Linked DNA regions of Danio rerio: region 1 is linked to region 2. Evidence: chromatin contacts called from public Hi-C data. All regions are on one chromosome and are shown on one strand. The core of a region is the stretch at or near the end of the contact, and the rest is flanking DNA. Distances in the headings are between cores, read along the strand shown. Region 1 holds the start of nmi (N-myc (and STAT) interactor). Region 2 overlaps LOC108179575 (serine/threonine-protein kinase Nek5).

The links. A called contact is a pair of places that touch in the nucleus more often than the background predicts.
Region 1: a contact with region 2 is called in a Hi-C map of embryo, with 2.9 times the contacts expected there. The contact joins the promoter of nmi here to the enhancer-like site in region 2. A contact is called at or near these places in 1 of 18 Hi-C or Micro-C datasets (embryo) and 1 of 4 datasets of contacts at active chromatin or transcription factors (caudal fin).

What each region holds. Positions count from the first base shown.
Region 1 is chr9:58,851,561-58,856,130 of GRCz12tu, forward strand. It overlaps nmi (N-myc (and STAT) interactor), which reads left to right and starts at 3,147. Exons shown (of 9, transcript XM_073913405.1): 1 at 3,147-3,317; 2 at 3,401-3,445; 3 at 3,520-3,678. The coding sequence starts at 3,291. It overlaps parp14rs3 (poly(ADP-ribose) polymerase family member 14-related sequence 3), which reads right to left and starts at 3,138. Exons shown (of 25, transcript XR_012385755.1): 1 at 2,908-3,138; 2 at 1,801-1,940; 3 at 188-230; 4 at 1-91.
Region 2 is chr9:58,639,632-58,644,372 of GRCz12tu, forward strand. LOC108179575 (serine/threonine-protein kinase Nek5) reads right to left here. Exons shown (of 19, transcript XR_012385749.1): 10 at 4,549-4,712; 11 at 4,263-4,406; 12 at 4,029-4,124; 13 at 3,577-3,657; 14 at 3,352-3,420; 15 at 3,200-3,265; 16 at 2,828-3,026; 17 at 2,265-2,630; 18 at 1,994-2,099; 19 at 1,171-1,747. Among named protein-coding and RNA genes, the nearest start is that of lcp1, 15 kb to the left of the region's middle. Within about 2 kb of position 1,605, at least 5 of the 62 cell types and tissues checked have an H3K27ac peak or open chromatin away from gene starts, as enhancers often do.

The sequences.
Region 1 (4,570 bases), core at 1,897-4,396, 210 kb after region 2:
TCTGTAAACTGCTCAATATACATCTGCAGAGTTTCCTTATTGAGCGAGCGAGAGCTGGAGATCAGCACATCAGGAGTCTCACAGTCCCTGTCTGCATTGTGGACAAATGCACACGTGACCAACATGTGATGGGGAAGGTTCTGAACTCTGTGATTTGTGTTTAAGAGTAAAAGCCGCTCGGCCTGACCTGTATGATGCCTGACTGCTGTTTCCTCCTGTAGCGCAGAGACCTTTGTGCAGTTACAGGACAGTGTGTGAGTAAATGAACACTGACCACATTATAATCACATTTACTGAGTTACAAACACACGAGGATCCTCAGTTTCTCCATCTAAACACTTAAATCGAGATGCTAAATCACCAGAGCATCTAGTTTGCAGAGGACGTTTATTCTGGAGCTGCTCATCTGCTAATGTTCTCTGGAAATAGAGACGTTGCAGTGTGTTTGGGTTTTCCCCTCACCTCATCTGTAGAGGATTCTCTGGTCAACAGAAACTCTAGATCACATGTCGGTGTGATGCTCCATATCTTTATTAGACTGCTGCTGTCGCTGTTTTCTTGTAATGAACTTCTTTTTCCTTTGACTAATGTTTAATTTAATTCAATCCCTGTGTATTTATATAGCACTTTTCACAATGTAGATAGTGTCAGAGCTAGGCATGGGAAGATAACCGGTTTCAAGATATACTGCGGTTTGGAAAAGTCAAGGCTTTAAAACCTCCAAGGTTTTCTGTTATATTGTCTGTCTTTTTATTATTTATTTACATGTTTTTCACAACTATTTAATTTTGCTTTAAGGGCAACAGTACGTCCAGCAGAAGAGGAACCTGCTCCTCAAAAGCTACTGCTCCCAACTATTGTAAATGTTTCTTAAAGTAAACGATAGAGTGTTTAATATGGTCAGGTTGTTGTTTTTTTACCAAGACATTTTAGGGTGCTTTCACATCTAGACTTTTGTTTCAGAACCTGGTGCATTTCCCCAGTTTGGCTGGTTTGTTTGGCATATGTGAATCCAGCAATCGCGTTCAATCCCACGCTGAATCAATCCGTCCAAGATTGCCTGAATGAGGTGGTCTCTGCTCGATTGAAACGAACTCTAGAACAAATTGATTATAGTGCGAAAGCGATACGATCCAATGAACTAACGAACCAGGCTATATCACATTGTATTAAACATGCGTAATAGGCATATCTGGCTATATTAAGCGAGAATTACGAGCAGGGCAGGGTGTCATTCCTACCAGTAAATGTGCATCTCATGTGAAATGTGAAAGTGAAAGCATGCTGAACTATTACTGAGAGTCAGGATCATTGAGGGAACAGCAGTCTTGGTTTATCTGTTGTTATCTCTCTCTATAATGTAAAGCTCTGTATGAGAGAGTCCTGCCTCTGATTTATATCTGCCGATGATGTCTGAGAGTTTCATTATTCAAAATGAAAGTGCAGCTCTTCGTTTATATTGTCTTATTGCTCATCATCATAAATTATTTAATTTATTATTATTATTATTTGATTTATCATTTAATTTTGAAGCAGTAATCACAATACTGTGATACCGTGATCTTTCATCCAAGGTTATCATGCCGTCAGCATCTTATACAGGCCCATGCCTAGTCAAAGCAGCTTAATATAGTTGTAGTAAAGTCCAGATAATCTCAGATTTGGCCTGTTCAGTGAGCCGGTGTGGTGTGATTTACACATCTGCTTCTGTTGTTTGATCAGACACAGATGAGACGAGTTGAACCCTGAATAATGATACTGATGAGCAGCTCGTGAGTGGTGAGAGGTGGTGTGAGTGACCTTGTGCTGAAGGCTGTCCTCCGGTGTCTTCAGCTCTGCTGGTCTGTTCTTCTGCTCTGGAAGCTTCACCGTCAGCTCCACCTCTCCGTAACCTTTTAAAGTCACCGTATGGACTCTGGTGTCCAGCACCTTCTGCAGATCTGCAGCACAGGAGTGAGTCTGTCACACCGGATATAGCTTAAACAGCTGCGTTATATTCATGTATACGCTGTAATGTGAGGTTCATCTAAAGAGATAGCTTTAGCTCAATGCTGGGCTCATTTTTTAAATGGGCAGTTCAGCCCAAAGTGAAAAGTGACCCGCTGTTTACTCCTTTCAGTTCCTGTCGTCTGTAGAACACTAATGAAGAAACCTGGACCCGCTGACTGCCATAGGGAAAACACACAGCGCTGAAGCGAACAGTGAGCAGTTTCAGCATTCTTTAAAATATCTGCTTTGTGTTCTGCAGAAGTCAAACAGGGTGAGCACATTATGACTTCAGAGTTTTAGGGGAATTACCCATTTAATTTTAATGACATGTTGTGTTTTTGTCTCCATACACCATTTTGAGGGATGTAAACACATAGAGGTAAAGTTGGTTTTATATTCGGATATTCAGACTTTCTCTTTAATAAAGTAATTTCAGAAAAGTAATGTTTAATAATTCTAAACAGGGAATTCATATTAGCAGCAAATGACTATTAAAGTGCAACAATGTTCACAGTGAATTAGATACTGTTAATGTTGTCTAGAAGTCATACTTGCATGCTAATTCCATTCGAATATTCAAAGTAACATGGTAAACAATATAGAGACTGCTAAATGAACGAATGTGTGAATAAAACCAACTTTACCTCTATTGTAAACACAAGCGGTCCCAGACTCCCAGCCTGTTATCAATGTTTAATTTCTACAGCTTCACAGAAACCAGAATGAGCCACATGATGATCAGTATCGTTATGAGAGCTGTTTAACATTCAGTCATGATAGTGATTTGCCTCTTGCTACAGTTATGAAATAGTTTAATAACTACATGAGCAGGGAATGTTCATGGACCGGTGACATGCCCACAGTGAAATGGTCAGTATTTGACCCAGCGGCTGGGTTGAACAGTATGTCATATCTCACCCTCCTCTTGTAAATAATCCAGCAGAGCTTTCCGTCTGTCCTCCTCATGTTCTCGGAGATGCAGGATTTCTCCTCCTGACCTGCGCTTGTTTCTGAAGTAAAGCTCTAGTTTGGGCTTCAGTTTGTGGAAATCATCGGGCAGACCCTCCAGAAGCAGACTCCTGCCCTCCATCCTGCTCACCCTCCTCTACACACTGACGATGAAGACTCAAATCCCCCGAAAGATCCGCCTCATCTCTCGGTTCGGTTTCGCTTTCGCTTGGCCGCTCACGTGATTTCCAGCTCCAGGAAGAGCACCGAGAAAAACAACAGCAGTAAACAGCTCAGCTCACCGACACCTGCTCGCTAATATCGGCTTTAATATCACTGCTCCACCATTCAGCATGTCTGACTCCGCTGGAGACACTCAGGTACTGCTTGTTTACACGAGTTTGACTTCAGTTATTGATGATTCTGATAATCGATAATCAATAATCGCGCTTATCTCCGATAGTTTCAGGACGAGAGCACGATGAGCGACGAGCTCCAGAAACTCAAGGTACAACCTGACTAATAATTGATCGATATTTGATGATTGATGGTCGATAATTGATCGATGACGTGTCCGCACAGGATCTGATCGAGAGTGCGGATAATGAGAGGTCCAGACTGCTGCTGGAGAAGGCGGAGTCCGAGAAGGAGAAGAGGAGAGCAGAAGCAGAGCTGGAGAGATGGATGAAGGACGAGGAGATCCAGGAGGAGCAGTTCAGGAGAGACCTGGAGGAGCTGCAGGTGTGTGTGTGTGTGTGTGTGTGTGTGTGTGTGTGTGTGTGTGTGTGTGTGTGTGTGTGTGTGTGTGTACAGTTAAGGTCAGAATTATTCACCCCCTGTTTATTTTATTCCCCAGTTTCTGTTTAACAGAGCAGATTTCTCCAGCACATCATCACTAATAGCTGATGTGTTTCCTCTTCTCCATGATGACAGTAAATAATATTAGACTAGATCTTCTTCAAGACACTAGTGTTCAGCTTACAGTGACATGTAAAGGCTTCACTAGGGTAATTAGGGTAAAGTTAGGGTAATTAGGCAAGTCATTGTATAACAGTGGTTTGTTCTGGAGACAATCCAACACTAATATTGCTGAAGGGGCCAATAATATTGAGCTTAACATGACTTTAAAACTATTAAAAACTGCTTTTATTCTAGCCTAAATAAAACAAATAAGACTTTCTCCAGAAGAACAAATATTAGAGGAAACACTGTGAACATTTCCTGAATCTGAGAAACATCAAAATAATTCTAACAGTATCTGGATGCAGCCTTTATGATGCAAGCTGGGATTGCATCTCTCAGAGATGCAGTGTCAGACACAATGCCCTCAATGGAGTGGGTGACATCACTGTGAGGGGCGGGGTTAGGTGAGCACATTAAAAACCCTTGTATGCAGCTGAGATTGCATCTGCACCAAGTCTGCAGCCAGACTCCCCTCAATAATTCTGACTTCCTCTGTACATATCTTATGTGTAACTGTACGTCTGTGTTTATGTGTGTGTGTTTGTTTTAATCCTGGTTCACCTCAAACTTGCTGAAGGTAAATGATGATTAAACTGAGCTCCTTCTCATGGGTGCAGGATCCACTGTAATAACGTCTCCCGCTCTGCTTATTTCCACCTTCGACATGTCG
Region 2 (4,741 bases), core at 355-2,854:
AACACGAGTCAGGTCAGCCACAGAACATGATGGAGGAGCTAACTGTGGGCTCTTCTTGAAGATTAGCCAGAGTCGGTCATTTAATCACTATTTTACGCTTGGAAGTGAACTGAAAAGGCACTGAGAGAGGTAATGTGACGTCTCTCTCACACAAAACAAATCAGAGTGATGCATACAATAATCAAAGCAAAGAGATGAGAGAAACTGAGTAACCCAGGATGATGTACTCATCTGCAGTCACACATCGACACCTGTCCATCTGCAATAAGAGTCCCCGGTAACCGGACCTATTATAGAGTCACACCGTTATCTGTTGGTCATTTGCATCGCGCTACTTGCACTGTATAAGAGCTATAAGTTCATTGTTTTATTTATGCTAAATTGATAATAATGTAAAAAGCAACTTGAAAATATTTTACTAAAAGTAATTTAATTTTTAATATAGAGTATATGCTGATGTCACTTCCGGTAAGGAAGAAGTTGTGTCATGAAGATGGAAGCAAGACAGTTTTTTGACCGTGTATTATAGTTCAGTTAAGTTGTTATTAAACATGTTCGAAATGACATCACTGGACTGTCTTATGTTACCCGCGTTCAAATCCTGCTAATTCAGAGAAACAAGACAAGAAGAGACGGATCGATGGCACATACACACTGTATCTGCATTGCCTCACACCATAAACATCACATGTATTTCTATATGATGTAAAAGCAGTCAAAACAAACAACAACAACACAGAGTTGCTTTTTCCTGTAACAACAGCTCAGCGGACACAGTAAACCTAATTATTATTATTATTATTATTATTATTATTATTACTGATTGAAATATGGCTTTATTCACTTTTATTTTTTATTTTGTTCATCTTATTTTGTGTTGTAATTCTCGATCTTCTCAAATCTCTTTATTTTTATTTTTAACACAAAACAAGATGAAAAAAATTAACAAATTAATAATATATACTTAATTTATTGTGGAAAACCTGATGCAGTCCAGCCTCAGCCAGACTCGGCCTCCAGCGGCCCCCAGGTAAACTGAGTCTGAGACCCCTGCTCAAACAGTCCATGTGTCTTCAGTGTTCAGCTGTGATCATATGAAGCTCCAACTACTGACATATCCAAACCAACACCATATCCAGAGTATATACAAACACCATATACAAAACTCCATTTTAGGTCTGAAAAAAGTCTTTAATCGACTGAAATATTGACTGAATATGGAGCCAGGACTTCATCTAAAACATCCTCACATGTGTCTGAAGATGAACGAAGCGACATGAGTGAGACGGTGGAGCTACACAGGCCTGATGCAGGATGAACAGTGTGTGTGTGTGTGTGTGTCAGAACACTGCAGTCATTTATTCTGAGTGTTGTCCAGCACCATACTCCACAGCAGCAACAGCGAACACACAATACACACAGATGAAGATCAGCACGACTCCTCTGAGTCCGTCTCAGTCTGTGCTGGAGCCATCGTGAAGGACAGATCCTGACTGTACAGCGGATCACAGAGGAAACCTGCTTTAATGCTGCTGTTGAGTCTCCTCAGTCTGCTGTGTGTCTCTGAGACTCGTCCTCAGGCCGCTCGCTCTCCACATGATCTAGAACGCTGTCCTCAGGCACTTCCTGTGTGTGGTGCTCCACTTCCTGTGCGCTGCTCTGCTCCTGCATCTCCTGTGTGGTCAGCAGGTTCCTCATGGAGTCACAGATCTGCTGCCGGAGCTCATCATCTGAGTCCTCGAAGATTCTGACACACACACACACACACACACCAGAGAGAGATAGAGAGAGAGTGTGTTTCTGTTTCTCTGTGTTTGTAAGTGTGTGTGTGTGTGTGTGTGTGTGTGTGTGTGTGAGAGAGAGAGACAGAAAGAGTGATTGTGTGCTTCTGCGTGTGAATGAGCATGTTAATCTGTGTGTGTGTGTGTACATGAGAGAACAAGAGTGTGAGTCTGTAAGTGTGTGTGTGTGTGTGTGTGTGTGTGTGGCTCACGTGTCTTCATCATCTGATCGAGGCTGCAGGCGCTCTTCATCCTCCTCCACTTCTCCATCTTCCTCTTCATCTGTCAGACGAGCTTTATCTGATGACAGCAGCATGTCTGGGTGAACACACACACACACACACACACACACACACACACAGACACACACGTTATCGAACACCTGCTCTGTGTGTGTGTTTATCTGTGCTGCAGTCAGCGAGCTGTGCTCTGTGTGTGTGTGTGTGTGTGTGTGCGTGCGTGCGTGTGTGTGTGTGTGTGTACCTGTGCTGCAGTCAGTGAGCTCCGCTTGAGCGAGTGCATTCAGGAGTGTGTGCGGCAGGCGCTGTGTCCAGTGTTTCCTGTTGTCTTCCTCCTGCTCTTCTGAAACTGCAGTCAGTCAGATTCACACACTCATACTGAACACAACACACACTCAACACACACCAAACTGAACACACTCTGGACACATCAGCCCTGCACTAACACACAGGAAAACTCCAGACAGACTGAAGTGAGGATGATGAATATGACACACACACACACACTCTATATGAGCAGAGCGTCCATGTGGAGCTCAGCTGAGTGTGTTTCCAGAACCTTCAGTGTCTCTGTTCCTCAGTGCTGGACTGATCTTCTCTGCACTTATATCTGACACACACACACACAAACACACACACACACACACACACACACACACACACACACTAACTATAGTCAGCCTGAAGTGTGTGTGTGGGTTTGTGTATATGCATGCATGTGTGTGTATGTGTGAGAGACGGAGATTGTTAAAGTGTGTGTATGAGTTTGTGTGTGTGATAGAGAGTGTGTGTGTGTGTGTGTGTCACCTGTCAGTGATGCGTCAGTGGTGCTGTCAGTCATGTTCATGTTCTCCAGAGCGTTCAGTAAAGTCTCTGCAGCGCCGCGACCCCATTGGCCTCTCTTCACCCCTGGCTCCTCCTCTTCCTGTCTGTCCAGAGAGCCGTGCGGTGGAATCTGAAGCTGTTCTGCCTGTGCAAACGTCAGTGTGTCGTTCAGGGGCTCATCCTGCGACACACACACACACACACACACACACACACACACACACACACACACACACACACACACACACACACACACACACACACACACACACACACACACACACACACACACACACACAGGTGAGAGAGGCTCAGTGTGGGCTCAGTGTGTGTTCGTGAGCTGCACCTGTTCACCTCCGACTCCTCGTCCTCCTCCATCTTCTTCTCCTCTGTCAGCTTGATCTCAAACATGATTCCTCTCTGAAACACACACATCCAGCAGAGTGTGTGGCTCAGACGTCAGTGTGTGTGTGTGTGTGTGTGTGTTGAGTCTGCTGTGTTTTTACCTGCTGCTGTTTCCTGTGTGTGTGTCCGTTAAAGTTCAATGTGTCTGTTCCTGCCGCCGCAGGGGTCTCCTGAAATCAACACCACATCTTCATCTTCATCTTCATCATCATCACCGTTATCTTCATCATCATCATTTCCATCATCATCATCTTCACCAGCACCACCATCATCATCTCCATTACCTCCCTCTCCATCATCTTCATCTCCGGAGCGACTGCACATACCTCAACATCTGGCCTCATCCTCATCTGTCTGACATCCCGATGATACTGCTGTCTGATGAGCTGGAGCTGCTGCAGGTACTCCTACACACACACACACACACACACACACACACACACACACACACACACACACACACACACACACACACACACACACACACACACACACACACACACACAGCTGTGGTAAGGTTTGTAGTGTACAGACTGTGTATTCTCTCCTCTCCCTCTAAACTCATCCCTCTCAGTAAACACTCTTCTCTGCACACTCCTCCAGCCTGATCTATCAGCCCTGCTCCTCATGGAGACCACACAGATCAACACCCAAGCCCAACATGTACTGCTCTTGGTCATTTGGTCCTCATTAAGTTGTAAATACCAGAACAACACACACACACACACACACACACACACACACACACACACACAGGCATGAGTGTGCTGTCACTGACCTCCTGCTGCTTTCTCTGAGACGCTCTTTTCCCTTGATGCTCTGGGCTGTTGACCTGCTGACACCCTTCAGCATCTGCTGTGGACGGCCTGAGACCCTGAGCACAGCGTATACAGCAGAAAATACAGAAAACACAGCAGAATAATCAGTAAATACAGCAGAATAATCAGTAAATGCTGCTCCTGTACTGGACTGTTGAGCCACAGCAGGCACTGCAGCCCCACCTCAGACTGACCTGGGTGCAGCTCTATTGTCCACAGTCTCTAGACACAGAAGGATGCATATATGAGTGAGTCTCACCAGCTGTTTCTGAGCTCTGAGCTTATACTGATGTGCTTCCCGTCTCCTCTGCAGATACTCGTCCCTCGCCGCCGCCACACTGAACACACACACACATTTGTTTTTGTGAATTGTGGGGTCACTTCATAGATTTCCATTGCTTTATACTGTACTCTGTCCCCCCAACAGTGTCCCTGAACACAACTCTCACAGGAAACTCTATCAGTGGTTTATGATCTCACAGTCTGAAGGGTTCTAGAGCTGCGGGTCTATCCTGATCCTGATCCTGATGCTCATCCTGATGCTGATGTTGATCCTGATCTGGGTCTCTCTGTGGCTCCGCTGGACTCCTCCATCTGTGCTCAACAGCAGCTCTGAACACAGCAGGACTCTGAGCCTTCACCTGCTAACACACACACATAAACACACCCACAC